Linked DNA regions of Sus scrofa: region 1 is linked to region 2. Evidence: chromatin contacts called from public Hi-C data. All regions are on one chromosome and are shown on one strand. The core of a region is the stretch at or near the end of the contact, and the rest is flanking DNA. Distances in the headings are between cores, read along the strand shown.

Region 1 (2,896 bases), core at 367-2,866, 34 kb after region 2:
CCCGGAAGCTATTACTTTGATTCGACTGCCCTGCCTGATAGAAAAGACATTGATGGTGCCTGTCTCCCCAGGGTGATTAAGGTGCCACTTTCTGGGTGCCGATCTGAGACCTGCAGCCCCTTGTCTAGCGTTTCTAGGCCGGGGCCTTTGGCTGCCTGTAGGAAATCTGGGGTCGTGTCTGATATCAAAGAATGCGCTTCTTTTCCTTCCCTCACTCATCCTGTGAGCGGATGCCCAGCACAGGCTGCATGCTTCCTTCTGTGCCAGAGGAGCAGGGAGGTGTGATTTAATGTCATGTTTGGGATTTGTCAGCAGATAGCTTCTAAAACAAATGCTGCTGTTATTTGGGAGTCCCGTGACAGTGACACGTAGAACAGCTGAAGACGCCCACAGGCATGCACACACACATACTCCATGTTCAAGCGGTTTTGTTTCCTGCCTCTCCTGGGGCCCCTGGCTAGCAAGAGAGTAAACGTCCCAGACGTGGGCCATAAGGAGGGAGAGTCCAGAAGGGACTTGTGGGCAAAACTGAGCCCTGGGGAGGCCCAGCTCAGCCATCTGCTGGGACGTCTGCGCTGGGCTCGTCTCTAGCAGGTCTGGGACAGAAAGCTGGACTCACAGGGCTCTAACAGAGAAAACTCTGAAGGACCTGAAGAGGCCAGTTGGACATCAGGCACCATATGGAAAATTTCATTCTCACTTTCTAAATCGGGGCCCTTGGGGATTTGGTTGGGTGTTTCAGGGTCCCCAAATTATCTCCTCGAGGAATCTAGCAGCTCAGATGAAGGCTTGAGGGCTGCTGCATTCTCTCCACACCTCATCCGCTGGAGCCCTAGGGTCTGGAGCCTGCCCTGCGCGTGTGCATGGATGTGATAACCAGCCAAGGCCAGGGTTGGGGTCAGCAGGGACAGGTGGGAGGGTTTTCTGGGCGAGAGGAAGAGTCCGTTTGCTCTCCGGCTCAAGGTCTTGTTGGCCTTGGGTTTTCATACTGTTGTGGCCTCTGGGTCTTCGGCTAGCACTATCTCCAGGAAGGATGGCAGGAAGGGCCACCTGTGAGACCAGGGAAGGGGGAGGGGTGAGGCCATGGCAGTCCTCACACGGAGCTGGCCTCAGCTCCCTTCCCCACTTCCCGAGCCTCTTCACCTCTCCCCAGCCTCCGACTCCAGGCACAGGGAGTTTCCTCTCCTGCTTAGGTGCCCTGTGCTTTCCTGCCACTGCGCTTTTGTATCCACTGTTCCTCTACCCCAGGGCCCTTTTGCCAAACCCTACCTCTTCTTCAAGACCCCGATTCCCAGCCTTGTTGTCCAGGAAGCCACTGGATCATGCTAGCTGGTCTTTAGTTCTTTCTCTTGTACTCTTATCACCTTATTTCCATGTGATTAGACCATGAGCATTGTCCTTGGCATTTTCTTAGACTTCCCTTCCCACCCCCATCCTCCATCTGCTGGGAGTATATAAATTCTTCCATATGATCATTTTTGGCAGGACAGTAAGCAGAAGCTCTGTCCTTAGACTGTCCCTCACCCTGGGCACGTGGACGCTCACTTTGACTAGGGGTGCTCCTGCCACGGCGTCCCTGGGATTGGCTGTGACTGGCACTGCAGGCCTTGTGTGTGGCTGCTTCCTGGCTTCTGGGAGGAATTCCAGGAGTTGCAGCCTCCCTGGCCTTAGCTTTGGCCTGGCCCAGCCTGCTGAGCCCAGTTTACCCCTGCCTCTCTCCGCACAGCTCGATGACCTATACCTGATCGCCATCTGCCATCGCCGGGGCATCAAGTCGCTTCGGGACCTTACTCCAGAGCACCTGCCACTGCTCAGGAACATCCTCCGCGAGGGGCAGGTGAGCTGCTTGGGCCAGACTCACACAGGAACCTGGAGGAATTGCACTCTCATGCCAGTGTGTCCCTGGGCCCCTTTCCTCACCCTTCCCAGAAGTCTTTCTGCAAAAGGACCTCCTCCCTGGACGCTTGTGCAGGACACCGTGAGCTCGTAGGTGACTCAGGGCCCCGGTCTTGGTCCTACCTGCCCTGCCCTCCAGCTCTCCTCTCAGCCTTCTTTCCTCCCTACTCACAGGCATCCTCAGCTCGGGGTCCCACTTTTGCGCCCTCCCTTTCTCCTGCAGGTCACATCTAAGATCCCAGGATTAGCTGTCCTGTTCATGGCAGCCGCAACATGGTGCATGACCTGACACATGTCTGCACGTACCTCCTCCTCCACCCTGAGGGCAGAAACTGGGTTCTCCAGCACCTGGCCTTCTGGGAGACTTCATTTCTGGGAGATTTGCTAAATCGCATGAAATTATAGAGTTGCTGAAAGGGGCCCTGTGGTCAAGGGGAGATGGGGGAAGAGAGTCTAGAATCTTGGGTTGTAGTTCTAATTCTGACACTGTGACCTTAGCCCGCTGGTGACCTTCGGCTGGTCAGTTCACCTCTCTGGGCCTCAGTATCTTGAAGGGGTCCTTCTGAGTCCATCATTCTGTGGGGTTGGTCTCAGCCTTGTTTCCACCCTGAGACATTGGGTGATGTGGCTTCCAAGCCAGGGCCCGCTGTCACCAGGGTTCTCCGCGGGGGCGATGCTCGCCCCAGTTCAGATTCACCAAGCCCTGCTCCAAGGCTGTGACACCACAGACCTGGAGGAGGGGTTCTGCCTGGGGCCACTGTACGTTCTCCTCTAGCTGCTCCCCTGTCACTGTGCCTACCTGCCCTCTTCCCCCTGCTGCCTGGGTCACCATCTCCCTGGCTGCCTTCCTCTTTTCATAGTGACTCGTTACTCTGCTGAAACCACCCCTGGATGCAGATCCCCAGGAGATGCTGGGCCAGCACTTCTTCCTGACTTGGCAGCTCGGGAAGCCTCTCCTGGGCAGGCCAGCCCTGCTGACCCCAGGAAGCCGTTTGGGTGC
Region 2 (2,881 bases), core at 268-2,767:
AACCTCTATATGCCGTGGGTGCAGCCCCCCCAAAAATTTTTTTTTTTAATAAATAAAATAAAACCCTGAGCCATATCCTTGAATTATTTCGCAGATAATGAAATCCCCACTAGGTAGAAGTTAACTGCAAACTACATACTGATCACAACCTTGTAGACCCCAGACTGGTTGGAATCAGAGGTTGATACTGACCCCAGAAATACCATCTATCAACCAGAAGAATGTCCATTAGATGATCAGGTACCCTGCCACCTTTTCCTTCACCTTGCCTTTAAAAACACCTCCCTGAAAGCCATCAAGAAGTTCAGGTCTTTTGAGCATGAGCTGCCAGTTTTCCTTGCTTGGTCTCACTTTAAGAACCTTGCAATTGGGAGTTTCCGTTGTGGAAAAGCGGAAACGAATCCGACTAGGAACTACGAGGTTGTGGGTTCCATCCCTGGCCTCGCTCAGTGTGTTGAGAATCCAGCGTTGCCATGAGCTGTGGTGTAGGTCACAGACGCAGCTCGGATCCTGCATTGCTGTGGCTGTGCTATAGTTCCGATTGGACCCCTAGCCTCCACATGCAGCGGGTGCGACCCTAAAACGCAAAGAAACCCCAAAGACTGCAATAAACGCTGTACTTTCCCTCATCACAACCCAGTGTGGATAGATTGCAGTAAGTTGCCCAAGGAGACCCAACTTTGGTTCTGTAACATGGATACAGTGGGGCAGAAGCAAAGAGGCAGGCAATGAGTGAGACCAAGCAAGGAAAACCTGGCAGCTCATCCTTAAAAGACCTGAACTTCTTGATGGCTTTCAGGGAAGTGTTTTTAAAGGCAAGGTGAACGAGAAGGTGGCAGGGTACCTGATCATCTAATGGACAGGAAGCAGAAGCAAAGAGGCAGGCAATGGAAATGTACTTCTGGCCCTGTTCACTTACCATTCTTCTCAGCAAAAAATACTGGGATTTACAAAGAAAAGGACAACACAAAGAGGACTTTTGTAAAATGGAAACGGGTGAAAAATGGATAGGGTTTTAAGCGTTCTCTATGTTCAATCAATTGACTAAGAAAGAGATTGGCTCAACAGATTTGCTTCAGAAACATCCCTTCCACTCTAATCAATGTTGGCATAACTCTGATTAAAAAGCTGTATTCAACCCAAGTGTCAGCGCAGAGTCCAAAGGGCGTCTTGCAGCTCGGACTCGGGGGAGTAGGGGTGGGGTGGGGTGGCTGGGCTACCCTCTCCCCTGCAGCCTCTCTAGCCTTGCTGTCACCTTCTCTTTTCCCTCAGGACCAGCCTCCGCCCGGGTTGGCTAGCACGAGGAGACCAAAGGCGGGAAACTCGAATTAAGATGCTCACTCTAGACGAGTCCCAAAAAACAGCGGCCCTAGGTTTCCTACAGCCAGGAGATCGGCTGACTCCGGCGCGGAGCACGTCGGGAGTTGTAGTCACCGCCCTCCGCGGAGGTGGGGTGAGGCGGCAGAGGGGCGGGGCCGCGGCCGGGTTGGCGCAGGCGCACACTCTCCCCCGGCAATATGGCGGACACCGCTCCTCAACCCAGCAAGAGAAAGCGCGAACGAGACCCGGAGGAGGCGGAGGCACCCAGCACAGAGGAGAAGGAAGCAAGGGTTGGGAATGGTACCTCTGCTCCTGTCCGCTTACCTTTCTCCGGCTTTAGAGTGAAAAAAGTGCTAAGGGAGTCTGCGCGGGACAAAATCATTTTCCTGCACGGAAAGGTACCATTAAGCAGCGTTGGGGTGGGGATGCGGGAAGGAGTGACCCAATCGTCGCCTCGGAGGCGGATTTTTTTTTTTTTTTTTTGAGATTCTTTGGAAAATACTAATCGCATTGCCCCGGGTGGGAAGGAGGCCAAGTGCGCCAAAATGCCTGGGCAGGGGTTTGGTTCGTGGAGGAAACAAGGATACTTGTGAAATTAAGGGAATTAACACGCGTGGGGCTAATTTCCCTAATTCCTCCTCTTGTACTAAAATAAGAACCTAACACTTGCGGAGTGTATTTATTGTCGATTAAAAAGTCGCATGTTAAATTCCCCAAGCTTTCACCATTCATTTATTAAACCTGTAACGTGCTAGTTCTCTTGTGGCACAGCTGGTTAAGGATCTGGAGGTTTCACTGATGGGGCTTGGATCGCTGTTGTGGCGCAGGTTCCATCCCTGGCCCAGAACTCCACGTGCCTTGGGTGAGGGCAAACAAACAAACAAACGGGCCCCAACAAAACACACAAAAACCCTGTAAGGTGCTAGGAATCCAGTATGTTTCTGGGCAGTCTTGGTCATCCAGGCCCCAGGCAATAACATAGGCACTGTAGGAAGTATGATCTCTGCTATATACAGGACTCCCGCTCCTGGGAGCGGGGAAACAGTTTGTTGAATTGGTGATTCAATTCCACATATCATGCACAGACAGGCCAGCACTGAACTGGGTGCAACATAGAGCTGAAAGTTCCCATTCTTGATTCAATTCCACGTTTCATGCACAGACGGGCCAGCACTGAACTGGGTGCAACATAGAGCTGAAAGTTCCCATCCTTGATCTTCAGGAGTGCAGAGCATCCTTAAGCAGACAGGCACAGCTAGCTCTAATATCACGTGCTCAGCTCTCCAGCAGGGACTGAGGAGAGACTGGATACTGACCCAAGAGCTAGTAAAGAGGCAGTCCAAGGGTTCCCCAGAAGTCCTGGCAGGCGCTCTCACTTTTGGGAGGATGGGGGCAGGGAGACCCTGGGCCAGGCTTCCATGCCTCTTTCTGTGTCTCTTGTGTTTTACAAGGTTCTGTCTGTCTCAGCCCAACTTACCTTCAGTCTGCAGCACCTGCTGAAGATTTTAGCCATGGGAACCTTTGAGCTCGAAGCTAGTTGGGATACTTAAAGTCTAATTTC

What was found. A called contact is a pair of places that touch in the nucleus more often than the background predicts.
Region 1: a Hi-C map of liver shows a contact between it and region 2, with 1.8 times the contacts expected there. The contact joins the enhancer-like site here to the promoter of DCPS in region 2. A contact is called at or near these places in 2 of 5 promoter capture datasets (fetal liver and liver), 13 of 47 Hi-C or Micro-C datasets (alveolar macrophages, blood, brain and 5 more) and 2 of 2 datasets of contacts at active chromatin or transcription factors (alveolar macrophages and skeletal muscle).

Annotation. Positions count from the first base shown.
Region 1 is chr9:53,433,180-53,436,075 of Sscrofa11.1, forward strand. DCPS (decapping enzyme, scavenger) reads left to right here. Exons shown (of 6, transcript NM_213790.1): 5 at 1,727-1,837. Among named protein-coding and RNA genes, the nearest start is that of DCPS, 34 kb to the left of the region's middle. Within about 2 kb of position 1,617, at least 4 of the 83 cell types and tissues checked have an H3K27ac peak or open chromatin away from gene starts, as enhancers often do. A contact at or near this core is called in fetal liver and liver, where this site is marked.
Region 2 is chr9:53,399,270-53,402,150 of Sscrofa11.1, forward strand. It overlaps DCPS (decapping enzyme, scavenger), which reads left to right and starts at 1,518. Exons shown (of 6, transcript NM_213790.1): 1 at 1,518-1,718. The coding sequence starts at 1,518.